Linked DNA regions of Hordeum vulgare: region 2 is linked to region 1. Evidence: chromatin contacts called from public Hi-C data. All regions are on one chromosome and are shown on one strand. Each heading gives the region's core, a stretch centred on a gene start, on an enhancer-like site or on the middle of the called end of the contact. The rest is flanking DNA. Distances are from core to core; before and after follow the strand shown.

Region 1 (6,571 bases), core at 1,254-3,753:
CAACCCATGAAAGCAGGAGCATACATGTACGTACTAAGCATACCGCACAATCTACGAGAAGGAACATACATCTACAACAAACATCATGCTACAAATGAACCATCAATAGCTACAAATCACAGATCTAAGCACGAACCAACACAAGCACAAGGTTCAACTTCAAACTCTACTACTAATCTAGCCTACCACATGCTTGAACATCTAACCCTACCATAAATTGCAACCGCAACATAGAAATCAATGATATGAGCTCACAGATCAAAGCACTAATCAACCATGCATGTACATCAAACCCTAGCTACAGCTCAGATCTAGCTAGAAGGAACAAAGAGAAAGGGGGATTGAACTCACAACTGCCATGGATGCAGCTCAAGGACGAGGGGGAACGATAGTAGAAGATCACCACCGGCCGATGAAGATGCGCCGCTTACCTGCTCGTCGATGCCGATGCGCGTCGACGGGAAAGCTCAAAAGGGGGACAATGGTGGTGGGAGTTGGGGCGGTGAGGGAGGGGGCTAAATAGGGGCAGACTCGGAGGGAGGTGAGCCGAAATCCTCCCGCTGGTTTTTCGGCGACGCGGGCGAGCTCGCGCCATCTCCCTAGTCGCACGAGGAGAGAAGCGTGTCGCCCTCCCCTGCGTCGCCCAAGGCAGGCTCGCGAGCTACTGTCGATTCGGGTGTTTCCCCTGGGCCTGGGCTGGAGCTGCTTTACGGTTCGTGCCATGCGGGCCGCAGAGTAAATGCAGGCAACCAAACGGGTCACTTCCTTCCTGCGCGGGCCAGGCTGGGCCTAATGCAGGGAACCAAACACGCCCTAAGTTGCCAGCAAGGTGCCGCTTGTGGCCATGTGGTGTTGCGACACTAGAGAAGCGGCACAACGCACCTTGCAGCTGTGCAGGTTGGCCCGTACGTCTGTGGCGGTGAGGTGTTGACCTTCCGCACCAGCCTACAGAGTTGTGGTGATTCAGATCTAATCGACGCGATGGCGGTTACTGCAAAGCACTACAACGACTTCCTACGGCTCCACGGCGTTAGTGGTCATCGGATGATCCTTGTGAGGGTTCATCTCTTTTGATCTAGAGATTGACTTCGGCGGTGCGATACAAATTATGCACGAAGACTTGACACAGAGGAATGGTAGTGCAGTGGTCGCAGCCACATCATATGTAACTGTTGGGTTCGTGGGGAAGTGGTGGCGATAACACATGAGAGATTTCAATGATGGTGCTAAACGAGCACCCAATTTCGAGCTCCGGGACGAAAGCCTAGGTCATGCGTGAGTGGTTATACCTTGCAATTATGATGTTTTTCTTACATCGATATCTTGTTGAAGGCATTGCTCGCATATCTTTGGACTGACTTTCCGGGTGAAAACCTATATTTTGGCCTTCTAGTTGGATCCGATGACGACGGCGTTTGAGTGTCAATCCCTTACTGAAGGCGTTGTTGTTGAAGAACATCATAGTCCATGTGATGTCATGAGATGGCTGGTACGGATATGACCATTACTTTAGTTTGCAGATCGCACATCTAATCACTTTTCTTTTTCTTTTTTTTCTCGCATCACATAGGTTTGGTCTTATATGACTTTGCTAGTTGTTGGCTTGCTTTCGTGTGTGAGAGTCGATTTTGGTTGTGTGCATTCTAACCATGCAGATGTCGGATGTGTCCTCATTGTGTTATGTATCTTCTTGATGTTTCATTTCGAGTGAATAAAATCCACCCAAAAATACTTTTTACTGTCTTTGCTATGCTCAAGATTTATTTCTGGATTAAACTAATTAAAAAATTGCTAATATACTCAACAATATATTCATTCATACACACCTTGTTCTCAGTTACCCACTGCAGTTTATTAGGTACTACTGTGAATCAACGTCGAATCGAGAGCCAAGTTCATCCATGGTCCGCGAACTGCTGCTTTTTTTTACTCAAACGCAGCCAATCTACCTTTTGCTGAAATCGACTGCGCACATGGCGTTCAAATCACGGAAGGGAACAAAATGACAAGTGAACGCCTGCCAATTTCGTTAAGACCCACACATTCCTGGACCTGGGGCTACCCGGGCCACCATTTCGTGAACCTCTGCCAGGAAACGAACAAGATAGAAAGACCGAGCAAAGAGGTAGAGTCCACAGACAATCAATCGCCCATGGACAAACCGATCCTCATCACGCTATTTGGCTGCTCCATGTCCTCCTCGATTCACCCATGAAAATGAGATGGTGAGATGTGTTGTGCCTACTCTTTGCTCACCACCATTGGGCATGCATGCTGGTCGACATGGGGGAGGTGAAAAACAGATCTGATTGGCAATGCACGATTCTTTTCTATGAGAAGACCGTGTTAATTGCTCGGTTAGTTTGGCGTTTTTCTATGAGAAGACAGTGTTAATTGCTCGGTTAGTTTGGCGTTTCACAGGCAGCCTGTATGTATTTATGCCGGTATCCATCCACGACAGTGTTGTCTACATCCTTGTTGATTGTGTCCTTGGGTCGTCCTTGCAATCCTTGGACGGCAACCTGGCATTCATCCATCCCCTGCACGCGCATATATCACACGATGCCTATCATTCCGTTGTACGAGTAGAAGGTAGAGAAATTACATGGGGCCGACCCTCGTATAACGTACGCTAGAAGGCGCATACGAGGACGCTTTCAGGCATATATGCCTTCATAATGGCTTCCCGAGCTCTCCGCAAACGCTCAACAAGAAACACCGGCTGCCCTACCCACTTGGCCAAGCTAAGCTAGCTCGTGCTCTTCTCATTTCCCACTCTGCTTCTTCGGCCACGCTGCCGGCTCACTCGCTGAGCGAGCGCCGCGGCCGGTGAATACCTGTCCCATTCTATGTGGCTCCTGGGAGGCCATTTCTCGCTGGCGCTCGCCGTGTCGCATGCTCTCCTGGTCCTGGGCCTTGGGAGCGGCAGCTCGGCGCTCAGCTGCTACTCGCGCATCTTCAGCTTCGGCGACTCCCTCACCGACACCGGCAACTACGTCCGCCTGACGGCGAAGAACCCGAGCCCGTACGGAGCGCCGCCGTACGGGACGACGTTCTTTGGCCGTCCGACCGGCCGGGCCAGCGACGGCCGCCTCGTCATCGACTTCATCGGTGAGCAAAACTGCTTGCGTCTGCATTTTCTGAACTTCTTTCAGCGTTTTGCTTAGGAGCTTCTCAGCTGCGTGTAATTGTGCGTGTGGACGTGTTGGCGCCTTGATAGATTGGCACTAGTGCGTGTTCCGCTTCTGCAACGTGTATCTTCCACGGAATTCCGTCTTTTCCGTCGCCTCGAACACGGTGGTGCCAACTCCGGGAAAGAGATGTAGAAAATGCTTATAAAGAGAGAGCAAGATATATGTATACAAGGATGAAAAACATAAACAAACTGGATATTTAGGATTAATTGCTTGTTGTAAATGATCTTACTGTCCAACAAGTCAGCGTGTTTTCTTTCACTGCATAATTTATTGTTTTATAAGGTTGTAGATGGTGGAAGTATCATATTTAGTACTCCTACGTACTATTATGCATGTCAACTAGATAATTTTAATGAGATAGTATATACTTAAACAGAAAAAGACATATTAGCAAAATCTGTTTTTCTTACAAGAGACTGGAAGAGTACATGAAAAAACAAAAACAGTATGAATACAAACGGAATATGTTGGATAAGAAATAATATTTCAGGAAGTTTACCAAATAGTCCAGAAATTTTTAAATAGTCAAAAATAAAAAAATACTAATAAAACCAGGGAACTTGCCAAAGCGATTTTGATATGTATTTTAAAATCCCCAATTCCCCCACACCCAAGGGATTCCTGGTTTTTAATTTCTTGTAATATAGCTAATTTGTCCAGCCATTTTGTTATATTTATGAGAAAAATGAATCTGATTTGTAGTTCACTTTTCCTATTTCCCCATAGAAATTTTTGATGCTTACAAAAATATTCCATGTTAGTAGGTTGCCGTACATTTTGACTAGTGACATGAACAATAACTTTTCATGATAAAAGTTAAGAGTCAAAATCTCGGGTCTTCACCCGCAAAACTAAAATAAAAATCTCAGGCATTAACACCTTCAAGAATTTAATGCCGCTAAAGTTGACATGATCTCCTGAGTAACCAAAGAATGTTGGTGCAATGTCGTTAACTCGAACGATGTCATCACTACACAACTTGATAGTTAGGATCCAACCAGTGATAGATATATCATAGAAGACGAGTCACTGTCAGCATCACAACATGTGTGCATGCACAAATCTGCAGAAATTGAATCGATTCTCCTAAAGGATTTGTATACCTTGTTTATCTAGAACGAGCATCACACATTAAAAGAAGAAGTATGATGTTCGGTGTCATAGCCACCCTACCTTTCATGCTCTCCATCACTACAATCCACCGTTAACAACTCACACTCGCCCGGTCGATGGCTTCTACGTTAGCGTAGGCTGCCATCAACTGATCTAGACCAAACTAGGAAGCCGCTACTCTGTATAGCCACCTCCCTATCTATGTTGGCGTCTACCATCGGTGTATAATTGAATGAAGCCTATTAGTCCCTATAGAATGTCAAAGAAACAGTGCATGCAAAGGGCTTCCTCGAAATTGTTGATTGAAGATGTGTGGGGGGAAGTAACATCGTTTTCTTTTTGCGGTCACCAAAACATTTGTGGTGGCGAATATGGGGTATTGATAGCTAGGGTTCCAACTAATAATGCCCACTATAGAAACACAAGTGGTGCACACATTTTTTTCAGCTACCCTATTTCTCAGACAACAACGAAATAACTTTGCTAAATCACCATTAAGAACTATATGACTTAAACACTATATTCAAGCAAATACAAAGAAATGAAAACATCTTGATTAGATGGCTATCAATTGTCCGCTGAGGGATACCTATACACTCTCGTATTTTTTTGTCTATAAATTGTCTCTTCCTTTATGTTTTTTTGTTCAAAAAGGAAAATGCATCAAAACAAAACGCAAAAGAGAATACTTAAGTATCCATTAATTTTTGGCAAAAAAGCACCAGATCATTTTACCAATGGTAAAAATAACTCTGATTTTCTTTTAAAAAAATACATTAAAATCTTCAATTCGCTAAAGCACAGCAATATGCCTCGTGTCTAAAAAATACCATTTGTCTTCTTCTCGAATGAGCCGATGACATGCCGCTGCAACGTAAGAGTGAGCCTAACATTGTTGATCCTTGAGGCCTTATTCGGTACTAATGTATTTTAGGTAATTGATAGGGATTGTTTCGGTCAAACCCTTAAATCCCTACATATTCCAAAACACAGTTTGGTTTTAGTGTATTTGACAGGTTTCATTTTTATATTTTTTTATAAATCCTTAAAATCTAGTGTATTTTCCCTCAATACTCAATACACTTCCCTACCTAGTGAATTGGGGATAAATGAGGATTTGAAGAAATTGAATGAAGGTTGGGGTTTCATCCAATTTTTATGGTATTATCCCCGTCAATCCCTTTAAAAATCCTAGTACCAAACAAAGCCTGATGAAAAATCATCAAGATAATGGTCCTACAAGATCACCTCGCCGAAAGAAGCCAACGTAACGGAAATAGTCGTAGATCCAAGTGATCGGCGTGTTGTCCGGACACCTTTTGCTCATGCCAGGGCTTGTACCGTATGCCCGTTTTAAGGTACCCGTTGGAGATGCCCTAAGACCTTGCTCATGCACAGAGCTTGTATGTACGTGCTTATACGAATACTGTTACGCTCTTAATTAGTACTTATATACATACAGGGACATGGCCCTCTAAACTGTGCATGTTTGACGTCGACTAATTGCCATATAATTAGCCCACCATGAAAAATAAACTTAGAAACAGCGCGTGAACAGAGGCAGTCTTGCTCTTCCCATCATTCGGTGTCAAGATCAGTCCCTGTACGACGATACTGATACCTCTGACCCATCGCATGGTCCATACTTAGTTCATTTACAAAACTTGCATTATGTGCAAAAAAAAAAAAAATTTTGCACGATACTGGCAGTCATGCATGGACCCGTGGCTTACCAAGACGTTCCCGATTGAAAGGGCACCCACAAACCTTCTTCAACGGTTTGCATACCTGCCTTAACAGTTAACTATCCTACGGTTCATGCCCTGCGTACAATACAATCATGCACAATGTACTGTACTCTACCACTTACGATGGAAAGTCTTGGTTGGCGTTCATTGGTTGCAGCGCAGGAGCTTGGGCTGGCAAATGTGACAGCCATCCAGACGAGCACGGCCCCGGCGGACTTCGAGCACGGCGCCAACTTCGCTATCATCTCGGCCACCGCCAACAACGGCTCCTTCTTCGCCCGCAAGGGGATGGACATCACCCCCTTCTCGCTCGACACGCAGATGATCTGGTTCAGGACCCACATGCAGCAGCTCGCGCAGCACAACAGTAAGTCTTAATAGCCCACTCCTATATAGGAGTAGTAGGACGAGTGCAGCAGTTGATCGCTGACACCCCGTACGTACGTGGCATTCCATTCCCTAGTGGGCACCAACGTGCTGGGCGACGCGCTGGTGGCGCTGGGCGAGATCGGG
Region 2 (6,571 bases), core at 2,317-4,816, 870 kb after region 1:
ACAAAAAGGTCCACTCCCTAGCCCATTGAGCATATTTCCATAGAAAGTAATGGAAGCACTAACAAAAACAAGTAAGATTGTGATCAGAAGACCGTAGCTTACCAAGATTATTCTTTTTTTCCTGCCTACACAAAGGTCCTAAACTTCTAATCATCACGGCTGCACTACACACAACATAGAAGATTACATTTGATTAGATTCAGAACTGATTGCTATTAGTCCTTCTGTGTTGTATGAACAAAATAAACGTCTTACTCTGAAGTCTCAGTGACCATAATAAAGTTATACGCCGGGAATATAGTGTAACTCAAAAAGGAGAACTAATCCAAGTGAAAGGGGTCGTGTGAAAAATGAAACAACTCCATTAACATGTCAGACCAGGATGAACCAATCTAACAAGAGTCAAATAAATAGAGGAGTGGGTATAACTGAATTCCACTATGGAAACAGTGGTTGATAATGTTCATGTTTTTTTCCCAATAGGTATTTTTATTAGATGGATCAAATGAACTATGTTGTAATTAATCATTAGTCACTCTTGTGGCAGGTTAGTTATTAGTGTTTTAGGACAAAAGATGAACTCCAAGAGTGTATTAAAACAGTCTATCACTCTAGCCAGTATAGGATCACACCACCTATAAGTCTTTGCATGGTTAGTGGCATAGAATGATGGTGTCGCGCTATTGTAATTGACATGTGGTTAAATTATGATGAGCAGTTGCATTCACCTTAAAAGGCAAGTATGATTGGTAGACCTAGAGGAAATTGAGTGAGAAATCGCTCAGATTAAGCATTCAAAATTTGGTTTTGCAAATAACTTGGTTAGAATATAAATTACCTAAGACTGTACAAAATTGTTCTAATTCCATCAATGAATTGGATCTGGTGCAAGTGTCTTCTATTGCAGGAAGTCCGCAACAAGACTGAGAATCAATTTTATGCCAACAATGTATGGATATAGTAATCCTTACTGAATTCAATTAAGAAAAAAAGTAGTTATACACAGAACGCTAGAAAGGATACATGAACTTTATGTGTAAATAGAGAGTCCTGCAAGCAATGCTTCAATGGGTAGCCAATCGATAAATCTACACCCGTGAGGGCACCTTGCGTGGAAGACTTACTTCACAAACTGCAAACGGTTTCAAGAATAAGGTGAACAAATCGCCCAAGGTTGCGACACCTAAAATGAAACGTGGGATAAGAAATTTTGATCACGCGTCATAACTGTAGAAACACGACATCTATCAGTTTTGTACATATCGATGATCTATCTAAGTGGTTCGTCATGTTTCTAATAGAATTTCAGATTCAACCAAAGGAGTTGCATGACAACTTTGATTTTGATCCAATTATCAAATTCGGTTGTACTTTCTGCAATATTAAGGGGCATGTGATGACTTGCAGAAGTTTGAGCCATTGATGCAGCAGATAAATTATATTGCAAGGGGTAGTATGAATAGCAGTACAAACAGATTTTGCACAACACGAAATCTCGAATCATACATGTCATTCCCATGTGTTCATCGGCTCGTCACGGAGAGGACTTGTGGTAGTAGTGCGGTCAACTGCCTGCCAGACCTCCAGGAACAGCGGCTTCTCCTCCATGAGCGCGGACCCTGCCAGGTGGTTCTCAAAACCAAAAATCATCGATAATAGAAGAGCAGGTTGGATTAATTATATAGGGCAGGGATCAGCAGTAGACGACGCTTACAGGGAAATGTCAAGCGTCATCCGCACGATCGCGCGGCGGCCGAGATTGGCGGTGTCTTTCATCGCCGTGCTGGCCCGTGCCACCGTCGAGTCCCGGTCGACGTGCCTGGACCGGAGCTCAGATTAGCCGCACCCATGGCAGTTCGTCGTGGCCACCGCCGCAACTTGCAGGAGCCGAGGGAGGAGATGTGTGGGTGGACGGGAAGGCGAGACCCGGTTGCGGGTGGCGTCGTGGCGGCGCATCGGGTGGAGCATGGGCCGGAGGCGGGGTAGTGGTGGGAGGAGGAGCAGGACGGATGGCGGCCGAATGGTTAGGGCAGTGCGGCAGTGCCCTCGCCGTAACTTCTGCCGCTAACCATAGTTCATGCGGGAGAAAACAAAGACATTTGTTTACTGGAGAAAACGAAGGAGTGAGATGAGCGCGTGGACGGTTATGCACAGAGATGAGCGCCGGTGAGACGAAGCGTGATTAGTGTTTCGTTAACGATTTTGTTAACAATGATTTTAATCATTAATGATTTGATTAGACGATTGAGATGGTGAGTTGGATCTGTCCTCTCATGCGTTTTATAGTATAGATAAATGTTTGAGACTTCGTAACACATGACCGTGTGCGCAAAACTAGGTATAGCTGAGATGATATTTTCCTTGTGGCGAAAGCTGACTAATCGGCTTCAAGCTCTAGATCTGGCACGATGGTCACATCCTCCTGAATTTATTACAGACTTTTTGTCGCTATTGCTTAGTTTAGAGGTGTGTGTGTATGTTTGTATTGTGCTTAAAAAAATGTGTCCATTATCAAAGGGGAAATGGACTTTGAATTGTAGCAATGCATGAATTCCATCTATGAAAGAGGTGAGACTGCCTACCCTATCTTTGTTTTTTGGATATTCCTGGCAATAGAAAACCGCATGCATCTACTCGCACGGTGCCTGGATCGGTAGCTAAAACTTGCTTTCAAAGGAATGGCATGTACTTCGCACCGTCACCAGACACTCTCATTTACTCGTTGCGGCGAGGGCGGTGAAGGCGAAGGTACAGACAATGCCTACCTGGTGCAGATCCCGTGGTCCCACGTGCGGTGATCACCATCCGTTTAGCGATATTAAAACATTTGCCTACTGTTATCTCACACGCTGCGAGGTGGAGCCATCGTTTCCCCGGACCGTTGTCCCGTGTGCGCGGTGAAAGAAACCCCGTGGTCCAGCCGCGAAATGCGTGCGAGCTAGGGAAAACCTTTTGTATGCTAGTGAATGATAACGCCATAATAAGGAAGAAGACAAAAACCATATCCGACGTGTCATGCCTTCTTATACATATGCTTTGCTCATAAGCTGAGACCAGTGACCATGCGACAATCATCACGTGGGCCACCGTAGAATCACCACTAACTATGAGCAATTACGAAGGAAGGCTAAGAATTATGTGGTCTCATGCATAACTCTATGTTTTCACTGGTAGACTATTTTTAGGTCATTTGTATTTCTGTTCCTAACTCGAATCATCTATTTTGATTTATCCTTAATCTTAAAGCATGCTTAAATTTACCTTCCTTTCGCTAGGTTTACTTATAAAAAAGTTATTATGGGTCGTTACCGTCCGATCAAAGAACATTAACGGTTAACTTATGTTTTCTGGACATTATTTGCCCTTGCCTCCTTACTCACTGACAAGGGGGACCCACACTAAAAAAGAAGAAACACATTTTCTCACTCCTCTCTCACACACACTTGCATGTGGCGCATAACTAGAGAAAAGAAAAAATAGAAAATACTTTCTCTCACCTCTCTCTATGACTTACAGGTGGACCATAAAAAAAACTATCTCTCATAACATCTGTCTCTCTCCCTAACATGTGGGCCACGGGACCCATCGCCAGGGTCAACCCCTGTCCATGCCGGAACGCATGCCCGACCATGATTGGATGCGCTCGCCGGTGGCTCGTCAGCGGCTCGCCGTAGGGGCCAGATGGTCGCGGTCGGAGGAGGCGAGGCGTTGGGGAGCTGAGCGAGGCACTCCACACACTCTGGGCGCGACATGCATAGGTGGGCGCGTGCACGACCGATCCAGCTGAGCTCTGTCATGTCGGCCAGCTCCCAGCAGGGACCTCCAGGAACGAAATCGTGCAGGGGAAGATGGGAGTAGGAGCGCGAGCTTTCCGCCACGACATCACCGTGGTCAGGTAGATCAAAGGTGGATCGGGGCGGACGAATTTAGGAGAGGAAGGGCGACGACCATGGCGGAGATTGAGGTTCCGGGCGTTGTGTACAGGCGGCCCAAGGCCCGATTCAACTCGCAGGTCGGAGGAGAGGCGCGTGACGGAGCTCACACACATGCTCGTACATCTCGATCTGGCCTCCAGCCGCGGTGGCTAGCAATGAACTTTTCGGCAGAAGACCTACCCCGTGGCCTTCACACGCAAGCACACCCGCCCCTCGCTGGCGACGGCCACCGTAGCCGCCATGCGTGGCCATGACCACGTAGGGGGCGGTGTTGACCCTCACAACGGGCCCCATGGCCCACTTGTCAGGGAGAGAGGGGTCTATGAGTGAGAGACTTCTCTATTTTCTTGTTTTTCTTAGTCCAGTCCCACATGTAAGCGTGTGTGAGAGAGAGAGGGTGATAGAAAGAGTTTTTCCTATTTATTTTTGTATAGTGGGTCCCACGTGTAAGTGACACATGGAATCAGGGCAAAATGTTGAGCATACGTTCAGATAGCGGTCAAAGCCCTTTGGTCGAACGGTAACAGCACGAACGGACATTTCTATAGGTTCACCTAACGGCACAAGGCCAAATTTAAGAGTGCTTCAAAATTAAGGTCAATTCAGATTCGAGTTAGGGAACAAATGTAAAAGATCTTATAAATAATAGAGCAATTAAGCTGATAATTGTGGTTCCGGATGCAAACGATTTCTAAGACAACACCGTGGGTGATGACCTCAACAAACCCGCATGGTTTCTAGAAAGTTAGCATTTTGGATAAGTGAACAATCACACACGACATTCGGTCGACAACTGTGTGTGTTCGGCCACCCTATCACAAACGTTTTCACTCAACATGTGCGTGTGATGGACAACTTAATGCCAAACAGTTTCTTCTAGGCACCATGAGTGATGTATTGAATAACACAATCGACAAAATTATGACTATCGTGTGTGACGGCCATCCCTATCACAAACGGTGTGATGCAGTGTGATGTGCAGTACGAACAACGACGTATCTTTGGGATTCCCTGTGTGGGATGTGAAGCTCAACTCACACGACTTCTTCAATATGTCTATTTGTGATGGTCCTCCCAATCGCAGACGCTCTATTTTTGCATGGCATGTGTGACCGGACGGAGGCATCACCAACGATTTATCCAGGTCGTGTAGAATAGGCCACCCTATCGTCCACACACGCAAGGTGACAGTTTAGATTTGCATCGTGAAAAGGGGGTAAAAATTGTTTGTATAACACGTCGTTACACTAGTGATGGTTAGTTTCAACACTAGAAAAAAGAGAACTAGTGGAAGTAGAAACTTCATGGTTAGAGCAACAAGACAAGGTGAGCAATTCATCATGAGTGGTAATAATTTGAGAGGTGGATGAATTGCAAGGATTAGCACATGACAATAAATCATTTGGAATATATGTGCTAATGTTCACACGAGACTCGCAAGATTTTACCTTGGTGACCATAGTCTAATGTGCTAACTTTAGCTCATTATGAGAGATTAGAAGATCCTCATGAGTGCTCGAGAGATTTTCATGACTTTCGTCCAATTTCACATAATTGCTTGTTAGCAAATGAAGATGACCATATAGCTCAACATTCTCCTTCAAAGTTGATGCTTCAGATGAGGTAGAGTTAGATGCACAAGTATCATTAACAATATGAGAGGAGCAAGTAGGAATTAGAGACTTCTCATGAGTATATTGAAGCTCCTCATGAATCTTAGAGATTTTAATGAGCTCTCCCTTGATATTATTCCATTCAAGGAGAAGGATCTCAAAATCCTCTTTAAGTTTACCATGAGAAATTTCAGGCTCTCCTTTTGAAAATGTTAAGTCTCTAAATGTTTGATGAGCCTTATCAAGTTCATGTTCAAGCTGTTCACTTTTAGCTTACTCATTAATAAATATATAATTATGTTTTTAAAAGCAAGCAAGTGTTGGAAATATGCCCTAGAGGCAATAATAAATTAGTTATTATTATATTTCTTTGTTCATGATAATCGTTTATTATCCATGCTATAATTGTATTGAATGAAAACATAGATACATGTGTGGATACATAGACAAAACAATGTCCCTAGCAAGCCTCTAGTTGGCTAGCCAGTTGATCAAGGATAATCAAGGTTTTCTGGCTATGTGCAAGTGTTGTCACTTGATAACTGGATAAATCATTAGGAGAATCATGTGATGGACTAGACCCAAACTATGAACGTAGCATATTGATCGTGTCATTTTATTGCTATTGTTTTCTGCGTGTCAAGTATTTATTCCTATGACCATGAGATCATATAACTCACTGGCACTGGAGGAATACCTTGTGTGTATCAAACGTCGCAACGTAACTAGGTGACTATAAAGGTACTCAACATGTATCTCCGAAGGTGTCCGTTGAGTTAGTATGGATCAAGACTGAGATTTGTCACTCCGTGTGACAGAGAGGTATCTCGGGTCCCACTCGGTAATACAACATCACACACAAGCCTTGCAAGCAATGTGACTAAGTGTAAGTCACGGGATCTTGTATTACAGAACGAGTAAAGAGACTTGCCAGTAACGAGATTGAAATAGGTATGCGGATACCGACGATTGAATCTCGGGTAGTAACATACCGAAGGACAAAGGGAATGACATACGGGATTA

Evidence for each region. Hi-C and Micro-C count contacts between places; a contact is called where the count stands out from the background.
Region 2: a Hi-C map of leaf shows a contact between it and region 1, with 5 times the contacts expected there. The contact joins the enhancer-like site here to the promoter of LOC123443988 in region 1. A contact is called at or near these places in 2 of 6 Hi-C or Micro-C datasets (leaf and seedling).

The regions. Positions count from the first base shown.
Region 1 is chr3H:401,329,252-401,335,822 of MorexV3_pseudomolecules_assembly, forward strand. LOC123443988 (GDSL esterase/lipase At1g28600-like) reads left to right here and starts at 2,504. Exons shown (of 4, transcript XM_045120574.1): 1 at 2,504-3,111; 2 at 6,216-6,425; 3 at 6,522-6,571. The coding sequence starts at 2,850.
Region 2 is chr3H:402,196,080-402,202,650 of MorexV3_pseudomolecules_assembly, forward strand. No RefSeq gene overlaps it. Among protein-coding and RNA genes, the nearest start is that of LOC123440045, 91 kb to the right of the region's middle. Within about 2 kb of position 3,567, at least 3 of the 3 cell types and tissues checked have open chromatin away from gene starts, as enhancers often do. A contact at or near this core is called in leaf and seedling, where this site is marked.